Linked DNA regions of Macaca mulatta: region 2 is linked to region 1. A link is a contact called in public Hi-C data. All regions are on one chromosome and are shown on one strand. The core of a region is the stretch at or near the end of the contact, and the rest is flanking DNA. Distances in the headings are between cores, read along the strand shown. Region 1 holds the start of YKT6 (YKT6 v-SNARE homolog). Region 2 holds the start of POLM (DNA polymerase mu).

Region 1 (5,206 bases), core at 1,807-4,306:
GGGCCATTTATCTTGGACAGTGTTAACTCCAACTCTGTCTGTAGAGAGGCTTTTCTTCTAGGTCCCAGCACCCAAGAGGGGAGCCTGGACTAGAGAACTCTGCTACCCACACTCCTATGCAGGCTTCATTCATAGCCTTAGTGCCCAGTCCCTGCATTTTCCATTCCCACAATGCTGTACTTGCAGAACAGTTGCAAGAACAATACAAGAAATTCCCAGATACCCTTCATCCTGATTCCTGTATTTGCTTTCTTTCTCTCTCTCTCTCTCTCTCTCTCTCTCTCTCTCTCTCTCTCTCACACACACCCTGTAAGAATAAGTTGCAGACACAATGTCCCTTTACTTCTAAATTCTTGTGTATATTTCCTATAAACAAAGACTTCTCTTATATAACCATGGCACAGTGATTGAAAGCAGGAAATTAAAATAGATACAATACTATTATCTAATCTAGAGGCCTTACTTGGGTTTTAGCCTATCTTCAAATCTCTACTTCCCATAGATGCCTTCAACCCACTATGATTAATAATCTATTTTTCATTAATGAGAAGACAAATAATTATCACTGTTACCTGCTAAACATCAGCAATGACTAGAACTTGTAACATAATGTTTTATTATTCTCAACAACATTCCTATGGAAAGTATATTTTTCTAGTTTTATAGATAAAAGGAGACTCAGGGAGGTAATGGTTTGCTCACTTTTGTGATTTTGTGATGTGTCAGTGCTGGGATTGAATCCAAGTTGGGTGACAGCCGGGGTGATGGAGCAGAAGGCAGGTCTTGCTTTTTGGTAACACAGTGAACTTGGGAAGTCTGCAAACACATGACTATGAATGAGACTTTCTGGAACAGTAGAGGCTGAGTGAGGTCAGAGAGGAGCAGGAAGAGTTGCTGGGAGTGGAGCCGGGCTGCATGACAGTTTGTTAAGCATTTCACTGTTGACATCTGAACCCCAACTTTGTCCCTTACTAACAATCTCCTTACACGGAATCTCAGTTTCTATGTCTGTAGGGAGGCAATAATATCTTCCCCTGGTTTTTGTGAGGATTAAATGATGTGGCACATGGAAAGTACTTGGTGTAATGTAAACTTCGGGACAGACACTATAATGTGTCAAGTGAATACACTGAAATTTATTCCATCCAAGCACTGTCTTCCTGATCTTTTTGCACAACTTTCAGTGGAAGGAAGAGAGTCTCCAGAGATTTTCCTCAGAAATGGCTCTCACCTGCCTCCTATAGGGAAATGGTGTCAGTGCAGGCAGATGAGCCTGGACTGATAACCCCCAGCAACCCAGCTTGTCAGACTACTGTGTCCATATCTGTGGGTGGCTGAGCCTAACCACCGCCAATGGCTGCTCCTAATGTTTACCACCAAAACAGGGGAAATGTGGAAAAGCCCTTTCCACCCTCTGTACTTGGAAATACCCAGGGAAGAGGGTTGGTGAGAGAGGTACTAAGTGAGTGGGCAGGTGGTGGGAACTTCCTTTCACCACAGATTATTTAAAGCAATGTTTCTCAGCTGGGCGCGGTGGCTCACGCTTGTAATCCCAGCACTTTGGGAGGCCAAGGTGGGTGGATCACATGAGGCCAGGAGTTCAAGACCAGCCTGGCCAACATAGTGAAATCCCATCTCTATTAAAAATACAAAAATTAGCCGAGTGTAGGGGTGCATTCCTGTAATCCCAGCTACTCAGGAGGCTGAGGCATGAGAATCGCTTGAACCTGGGAGGCAGAGGTTGCAGTGAGCGGGATCACACCATTGCACTTCTGCCTGGGCAACAGAGCAAGACTCTGTCTCAAAACAAAACAAACATATATATATATATGCAAAGGAATGTTTCTCAAAACTACTTCTCCCAAGGGACATGTTGACATTTTTGATTGTGCAGTGGGGAGGGGGTAGGTTGGTACTGACATTTAGTGAGTACACAATGCACAAGGCAGTCTCCCAACAACAAAGAACTATCCAACCCAAAATGTCAATAGTGCCAAGGTTGAGAAACCTTGATTTAGAGTAATGTTTAAAGTGATGCTGTTGTTTTTCCAATACATCATCTCTTTCCTATAATCTCAGATGCGGCTGCTTCTAGCATCACAATTTTGTGACCTTACTGACAACTTCCAAAGACCAAGTTCCTTTCTGATTACATGTGAAACTGTGCCCAACAAGGTTAAAGAAACTAGTAACTAACAGAAATCTTGAGCTTGTCTAGAGGACAGCCGATAAGGAAACAGTTTGCTATAATCCCCTCTGCTTATACAACTTCCTGAAACAGGTTGGAACCAATATGGCTGACTGGAGCCTGTGCAAAATAGACTTACTAGCCCGAGGAGCGGCCCTTTGATGTCACAGCCCGGATTTCCAGAGCTTGTTTTAAACCAACTCCTGAATCTGCATGTGATCCTTGAAGCAGCATGAAGAAGCAACAGCTCATGGCCAAGAGATTTTCTAAACGTTTCTTCGTTTCAGCCAATCACTGTCCAGCCCGAAACTCCAATTCCAAAATCTCTCCCTTAAATCTACTGCTGTGAAGCAAGTATTGGGAGCCAGACTTCAGCCCATCTTCTGTCTCCTTGCAAGGCTGCTTGGCAATACATCTTTCTTGCTACAAAAATCCAATGCTTGGGTGTTTGGTTTTACGTTGTGCGCAGGCAAATGCAGCCGGTTTAGTTTGGTAACACGTGATGTCACTTAATACACAAGAAACGGGTAAGTTATGGCATCCTCAGGGAACTGTGCCTCACTCATTCCTATCCGTAGACTTGCCTTCCTTCAACAACGCAAGCAAAAAGAAGGGTTCAGGCCGCTCTGGGAGGCCCAGCACCACCCAGCACAGGACAGTACACTGTCCCGCTGAGCGCCCGACTTTACCTGGCGAGCAGGGAGGGACCAGGCTCACGCGAGGCGTGGAGCCCCGCCCCTCGTGGCATTGAACTTCCGTCCGCACATTTCTGCATCCGGGGTATGAGAACCCACAACCAGGCTGACCGGATCCGGAAGTGGGTTGAGAGCCGGGAGGAGGAAGCCGGCGGTGGCCCCGTCAGCAGCGGGCTGCTGAGAGACTGGTAGGCGGCGGCGGTCTCGAGGGGCGGCGGCCGCGCTGCTCCCTGAGAGCGGGTCCCGCGGCTGGGCAGGCGGGCGGCCTGAGGGCGCGGAGCCATGAAACTGTACAGCCTCAGCGTCCTCTACAAAGGCGAGGCCAAGGTGGTGCTGCTCAAAGCCGCGTATGATGTGTCTTCCTTCAGCTTTTTCCAGAGATCCAGGTGAGCGGCACAGGCTGATCGGCCGTGGCGGTCGGGCGGAGAGAACTGGGTGGGGGTTCGAGTCGGAGTGGGCCTGGGGTCGGGGGAGGAATCAGGGGAGGGTCAAGGAGGCCGGAGGGTAGGGGCAGGGCAGGGCAGGGTGGCCGAGTGCCCGGGGTCTGAGAAGGCTGGGGTCAGGGGCGGGGCGGGGCGGGGCGGGGCGGGGCGGGGCGGGGCGGGGCGGGGCGGGGCGGGGAGGGCCCGGGGTCTGCGGTCCGGGCTTGGTCTCCTATAGTGGAATCTGGCCGTGGACTGTGCCTTTGAGGAACCATCCAACATTCTCTTTTAAGGGGACTGTGAAATAGTGCAGGTTTCCAAGCTTCATACCAAGATGTTCTGAATTAGTAGACTGAGGCCTCGAAATTTATATTTTAGACCAACACCTCCCACCCAGTGATTCTGACTCTGGGAGCCTGGGTGCCGCATCTTGAGGGCCATATTTTGATTTTCTAGCGGGGCTTCCCAACAATTCAGTATGAGAGATACTGATATGCTTTTTGTTTGTTTGTTTTTAATGGGTGAAGTCACTGAGGTACCAAGAGGTTATATCACAACCAGCTAGAACTAAAAGCCAGGTTTAACACTTTTTAGTCGGACACTAGTGGTACAAAAGGATTCCACACTGAAGATTGAAAGGAAACATGGGATCTGTAGGGCTTACAGGTTTTTACTTGTTTCTGGGGGCGCTTTAATTGCTGGAACGTGTTAGAAGTAACACAGACATTTCCAGACCATTCGTGGGAGGGAGTGGGGTGACTCAGGCACGAAAGAAGAAGGACCCTACGTGATCGGTATCTATGGTCATCTTGTCTCAAAGTCTGATGGAATCTGCCGTTTGGATTCTGTTTTCCCTGCTTCAGTGCAGCTGGTTCTTGATGAGAGTTCTTTGTCAAGGACTTGCTGGATATAAAAAAAAAAAAAAAGTTTGTTATTTTGTTGAAACTTTCTGCTCCTTTGAGTTCTTTTTAAAAAAAGTTTTAATTGTGGTAAAATGGCACACAAAATTTATCTTCACTGTCTTTAAGCGTGTGGTGAGTGCAGTGATACGAAATAGATGGATAGTGTTGTGCAGCCATCACTGTCACTCGTCTCCAGAACTCCTGTTTATCAAACTTTTATCAAACACCAACTCCCCATTCCCTTCTACCCCAGCACATGGCAACCACCATTCTAATTTGTCTCTGTGATTTTTACTTTTCTGGCGACCTTAGATAAATAGAATCCTATAGTTTTTGTGTGTCTGGCTTATTTCATGTAGTGTAATGTCCTCAAGGCTCATGCATCTTGTTGCATGTATCAGAATTTCTTCCCTTTCTAAGGCTGAATAATCCATTGTATGTATTTAGCACATTTTGCTTATCTGTTCATCTGTTAGTGGACACCTGGGTTGCTTCCACATTTCAGCCATTGTGAATGACACTGCTATGAACATGGATGTACAAATATCTCTTTAAGACCCTGCTTGTATTTTTTTGGTATTTACCCAGAAGCGGAATTGCTGCATCATCTTTTAGCTCCTTCTTGGAGTTCTTGGTCTTTGCAGTCTTTACCATGGCCTACATTCACTGCTCTGTGTTGTTGCTTTTCTCAGATGGAACTTTTGGTGCCAACTTGGCTCTGATTCTTTTTCCTTGTTCCTTCCCATTAGCACTTAAGATTCTCAGAGTTTTCACTTGTAGGACTTATACCTTACCTGCTTGGGACACACACACTGGTTTGCAATGACTAACAGCTACAGCACTAAAGGGACATCTCTACTAATATGTCTTAGAACAACACATGTTCCAGCTGATTTTTTTTTTTTTTTTTTTTTTTTTTTTTGATGGAGTCTCGCTCTGTCACCCAGGCTGGAGTGCAGTGGCACAATCTCAGCTCACTGCAACCTCTGCCTCCTGGGT
Region 2 (5,206 bases), core at 1,092-3,591, 120 kb before region 1:
TGTATGAGGGGCGTGGGGCGCTGGCAGGCATAGGTAGGCATCCATGCTGGGCTCAGAGGCCCCTTCCTGGGCCCAGTCACCTGGGGATGGGCAATGAACAGGTCACCGTGAGGTTGTAGGGCTGGCAAGAGAGCCAGGCCATACCCAGGCTTTGTTTCTCCTGGAGTGTCCAACTGAGGCCCTCTGGAGCTCATGGGACAGAGGTGAGCAACAAAACACCAGAGGCATGGGACTGAGGGAGACATCACCCTGCAGAACAGGCTGCAGACGGGGCTCCTCATGCCAGGGTAGCAGCAATCCCATCTGCCAGCCCTGTGGGCACTTCTGCTGCTGCTGCTGCACATGACGCATGTGCTCCATCACCCCAATCCTCACAACCAAGCGGGCTGGGGATGCTGAGGCCTCGGGGGCTAGGGGCTCGCCCCACGACCATGGCTCACAGGCTGGGCCAAGATTTGAATGCAGGCAACCTGGCCCCAAGCCCACACCTGTCAGAAGCCAGGAGCCTTATAGCATCCTGAGGACAGGCTCCTGCTGATCCATAGGTCATCCCGCTCGGAGTTGCTGTGTCATATACTTGGTGAGGAAGAAAGGCCTGAAGAAGGTAAAAATAAGCGGACCCCAGAATTTGCACCAGTGGTGAGAACAGAAGCTGAGATGGCCTGGCCCCCTCAGGCCCTGCTGTAGTTCCTCTACTGGCTTTTAGGGGGCCCCTGGTGATCTGGGTAGAGTCCTCACTGCCCACCTCCTCTGAAGGACATTGAGGCATTGCTGCCATGTCACCTCTCCCAGCTGAGCAATGGCCTACACTGGGGCTTTCACTGTAGCCCCAACTCTAGTTTTCCACCCAGCTCACCTCCAGGCGGTGCCGGCACTCCACAGGTACAGGCTGCCCAGCTGCCAGGCTCTCTGTTAACCAGCTTATGTCCAGCAGAGCTGGGGGGGTGCAACCCGGGGGAGCAGCTGTCATCCTGCGCTCCTGCCAGCTGACGGCCTCCTCTGCTGAGGTCTGTTCCATCACAACATGTGTCGCTTCAGAGCTGGCAGAGGGATTTGGGAGAGAAGGAGAAGGGTGAGGCCCAGAACCCTCCCTGGTTGGCTCCAAGCCTTCATTCTTGCCGTCTCTTCTGCATGGTGAGTGACCATTCATCCTGCAAACATCACCTCCTCCAGAAAGCCTTCCCGGCCCCTCCTCCTGGTAGATGAACACCACCACCACTCAGCCCTCAGAACTGCAGTTCTCTGCCCTGGCTATGTTCACAAGCACAGTCCAGTCTGGTGCTCTCTCCCTCCCTCTCCACCTCAGAGAAAGGAATTCCTTAGGGGTCAGGACCAGGTGGTCTTCATCTAAGAACAGGGGTTTTAGCTGAGATGCAGGAGCCTGTTTGGGTCTGAACCCCAGCTCTGCCTGCCACATACTTGTTTAGCTCTTGGGCAAGCCAGGTGTCTATACTTTGATTTCCTCTTCCCTAAAGCAAAGATAACATATCTACCCTGTGGGGTGGTTGTACAAAGATAGTGCCTGGTACACTCTAAGCTGCTATCATTATCCTCTCCTGAGTGGGTCTGGCACACTACTGATCCCTGATAATGTTAAAAACAAAACAAAACAAAACAAACAAACAAAACCACACACACACAACTGTAGGGGTATACTAGACCCAGGTTCGTTTGCTCTCTCAACCTCCAAACTAGGGGGCACCCCCAGCTCCCTTACTCTGGGTGTTGTCTCTGTAGCCGCCATTTTTCCTCCTCTTGGTTCCCTTCCTACAGGAGCGTCTCAGTCGTGTTATTTACTCAGGTCTGAGGACAGAGGAGCATGCGGGCTCCGGGCCTCCTGAGCAGTCAGTCTCGCTCACAGGTGGGACACAGCCCAGGCGGAAGGGCTGTTAGCAAATACGACTGCCTATTAATTACCCCTGACCTCTGGTTTTGATTCTCGCAGTGATCCTTTAAAACACGCCTGGCCCTAATTAATAGCACCCTTTACAGAAGAGGAGATGGAAGCTCAGGGAAAGGTCACGAAGTGCCACAGCAAACTTAGAATCCAAAACTACAGGTGCCACGGAAGACCGCGCCGCCCCGCACCTGCAGGCGTCGAGGACACGGAAGCCTTTGGAGCGCGCCAGGCGTGTGAGGAAGGCCCGGCGGCTGCGACCCATGCGAGGCTCGACCAGGTAGATGGCGACGCCGGGGAAGCGCGTCGAGGGCGGCGTGGAGGAAGCTGCATCGCCGGTAGGGGACCTGACCCGCGCTCGCCGCCGTTTGGGGAGCATTGGGACCACAGCCTCCAGCAACGCGGAGCGAGACGGAAGGAATCCGCAGTGAGGCTGACGGAAGCGGCGGGCGGGCAGCCGCCGGCTAGAAGAGGACGTGGCCCCGCCCTATCCAAATAAGGCCTCTCCGTGAGACTCGCGACCGGGGCCAGTCGGAGCGCTGGGGAGGGTCCGGGCTCCTACAGGACTGGGTGTCTCGGCCGCTCCGGAAGACCCGCCTCCATGCAAATAACAGCAGAGGACACGCCTTTTATTTAAATTAATGTCTCCGAAAGCGCAGTTTGGTCCCACTGGCCTCCTGGAGTAGAGGGTGGGCTGGAGCGGGCCGGGGAGGGTGTTGGAGGAGGTGGAGGAGGCGGGGTCAAAGGGGCGTCCTAGGCCCGTACGGGTGGACTGGGACCTAGGCCCGGGCGGAGCGGGGTGGGCTGCGTCCTCAACCGAGGGTTGAGCCGGCGGCTCCGGGTGGACGCGTGTGGGCCTTGCCCGATCCTTCTGCGCTCGGGACTGTCACACGGAAGCCGGCGGGCGCGGGACAGACAACGCGCGTTTCCAATGCGCTGGTGTGGCGGTCGCTTCAAACACGCGAGATTTTTCAGTCGAATGGCTTTAGGACAACTGGCGGGCCATTTGGAAAAATAGAAGTTGGTGCCCTTCCTCATTCCTTAACAACAAAATAAATTCCAGATGGGTCAAACATTTCCATCTAAAAAGGAAACCAAAAACATACCGGAAAAAAGTCGGTGAATGTTTTTATGATCTAAATATCACAGTAAACTTTGGAAACATTAAAGGAAAAGAATGATAAATTGGACAACAGACAGATTTAAATCTGATCAAAAATTAAAGTCAAAAGATAAACGGATAAAATGTGAGATATTTTGGAATTAAGATTATCTCATCATAATAAACTTATTAAATTGTCCATAGATAAAAAGGCAGTAATTTAATAGAAAAATTAGCAAAGAAACTCACGTAGATGATTCTCAGAAGAAATCCTGGTCAATAAATTTATGACCTGAGTGCCCAACCTGTCCAGTTGTTACAGAATACCTAAATGAGAATATCTTCAGTTGTGGGTTTATCAAACATTCAAAAAAATTGACCACACATGTTGAAGGTGCAAGGGAATTGACAATCTGTAGGAGAGACTCTGGAAGCCAATGTGGCAACCATATCCAACAAAATGAAAACAAAATAATACACATTGATCCAGCAATTCCTTTCCCAAGATTGGGATTGCATTGAATCTATAGATCAAGCTGGGGAAAACTGATGTCTTGATAATATAAAGTCTTCTGTCTATATCATTTAGATATACTCGATTTGTAATCTCTGTTACAGTGGTGTGGCACTGCTCAACCTAACTGATGGGACACGCCAGATCGGATGCAACCCGCTTTCTCATGCCTCTCCTCATCACTACCCCATCGTCTTGTCTTGAGCCCCAGACTCCCTGAGCACCTATCCTTTTTCTCTGGCCCCTCTCTGACATCTTTAGTGTGCTGGCTCTTCCCCATCTCTGCACTCAGAGCACAGGGCTGAGGGCAGCGGGGGAGGTGGCTCAGCCCAAGCATCCTCTTGACCTCCTACACCAACTCCCAGCCTCCTAATTCATCTACCTCTTCAGGGCTGTAGAGCTTCCTGGGCCTCAGGACCCACACACAGAAGCCAGGAGGCCTGCATGTGGTCCCTCTCTCCCCATCCTCCCCTTGTGCCAGCAGGGATGGGCAGGCTCTAAGGGTCTTCATCTGTGGATCTGGCTCCTGCCCTCCTCAAGGAAGAGGCTCTGCCCAAATGTCCCCTGAGCAGATCCCTCCAGCTGTCTAAAACCATTTCCATTCCTTTTAATGTCCTCTGTCTGGCCAGGGCACCTGGGCTCCCCTTGGGGCCCTTGTTCTCTCCTGAGAAGGCAGAGGCAGTTTTTAAGTCTGTCAGACCTGAGTACTTAAAACACTGCGCAACTGTACAAAAATGTTTGTTCAAGGAATCTCATCCAACTGACAGTGTAAGAAACTGCCTAGCTTAGAAATCAGCCAGGCCCTCTGAGTGGTTGCTGCAGTGTCTGCTAGGACAACATGGGGCTGAAGGAGTCATGAACATTGGCCAGTGGGGGCAAGAGGGGGTGAGGAGGTGGGGAGAGAGAGGGACTTGCCTGCTCTGCAGGACGAAGATGTGCCCTATACCCAGGGAGAGGTGGCCTGCCGTGGAGGTGAAACCACCTTTGCAGAATTCTAAGTCATGAGAGAAATCTAACATGACTGACTCCCTCTTGCTTCTAACCTCACAGGCTAAATTGGTTTTCTTATTTCTTTTTTTTTTTTCTTCTTCTCCTTCTTCTTGTAGTGCAGAGGCCAACATAACTATGAGAGGAATTTAGTTTATAGTTAAAGGCAAGAAAAACTGACCCCCTTCTTGTTTGGAGATTGAAACCACTTTCATAAGACAAGGTTAGAATTGTGGTGGAGCCTGAACTTTGCTAAAGAATGGGCACAGGCGGGGCGCGGTGGCTCAAGCCTGTAATCCCAGCACTTTGGGAGACCGAGACGGACGGATCACGAGGTCAGGAGATCGAGACCATCCTGGCTAACACGGTGAAACCCCGTCTCTACTAAAAAATACAAAAAACTAGCCAGGCGAGGTGGCAGGCGCCTGTAGTCCCAGCTACTCGGGAGGCTGAGGCAGGAGAATGGCGTAAACCTGGGAGGCGGAGCTTGCAGTGAGCTGAGATCCGGCCACTGCACTTCACTCCAGCTTGGGCGACAGAGCGAGACTCCGTCTCAAAAAAAAAAAAAAAAAAAAAAAAAAGAATGGGCATAAACAGCGACCTGCCGTTGCTCACTTAGCTTGCTTTTCTATAATACTTACTGCCCTGGAGTCACATAGCCAGAAATCTCAAGATTTCTAACTTCTCCAACTGCTCATATACAGGC

Evidence for each region. Hi-C and Micro-C count contacts between places; a contact is called where the count stands out from the background.
Region 2: a Hi-C map of CD4 T cells shows a contact between it and region 1, with 5 times the contacts expected there. The contact joins the promoter of POLM here to the promoter of YKT6 in region 1. A contact is called at or near these places in 4 of 14 Hi-C or Micro-C datasets (CD4 T cells, blood, fibroblasts and 1 more).

The regions. Positions count from the first base shown.
Region 1 is chr3:84,235,660-84,240,865 of T2T-MMU8v2.0, reverse strand. It overlaps YKT6 (YKT6 v-SNARE homolog), which reads left to right and starts at 3,056. Exons shown (of 7, transcript NM_001266540.1): 1 at 3,056-3,269. The coding sequence starts at 3,166. It overlaps LOC114676925 (a long non-coding RNA gene), which reads right to left and starts at 2,945. Exons shown (of 3, transcript XR_003728137.2): 1 at 2,328-2,945; 2 at 703-816.
Region 2 is chr3:84,354,009-84,359,214 of T2T-MMU8v2.0, reverse strand. It overlaps POLM (DNA polymerase mu), which reads right to left and starts at 2,341. Exons shown (of 10, transcript XM_077996897.1): 1 at 2,089-2,341; 2 at 857-1,040; 3 at 1-80. The coding sequence starts at 2,276.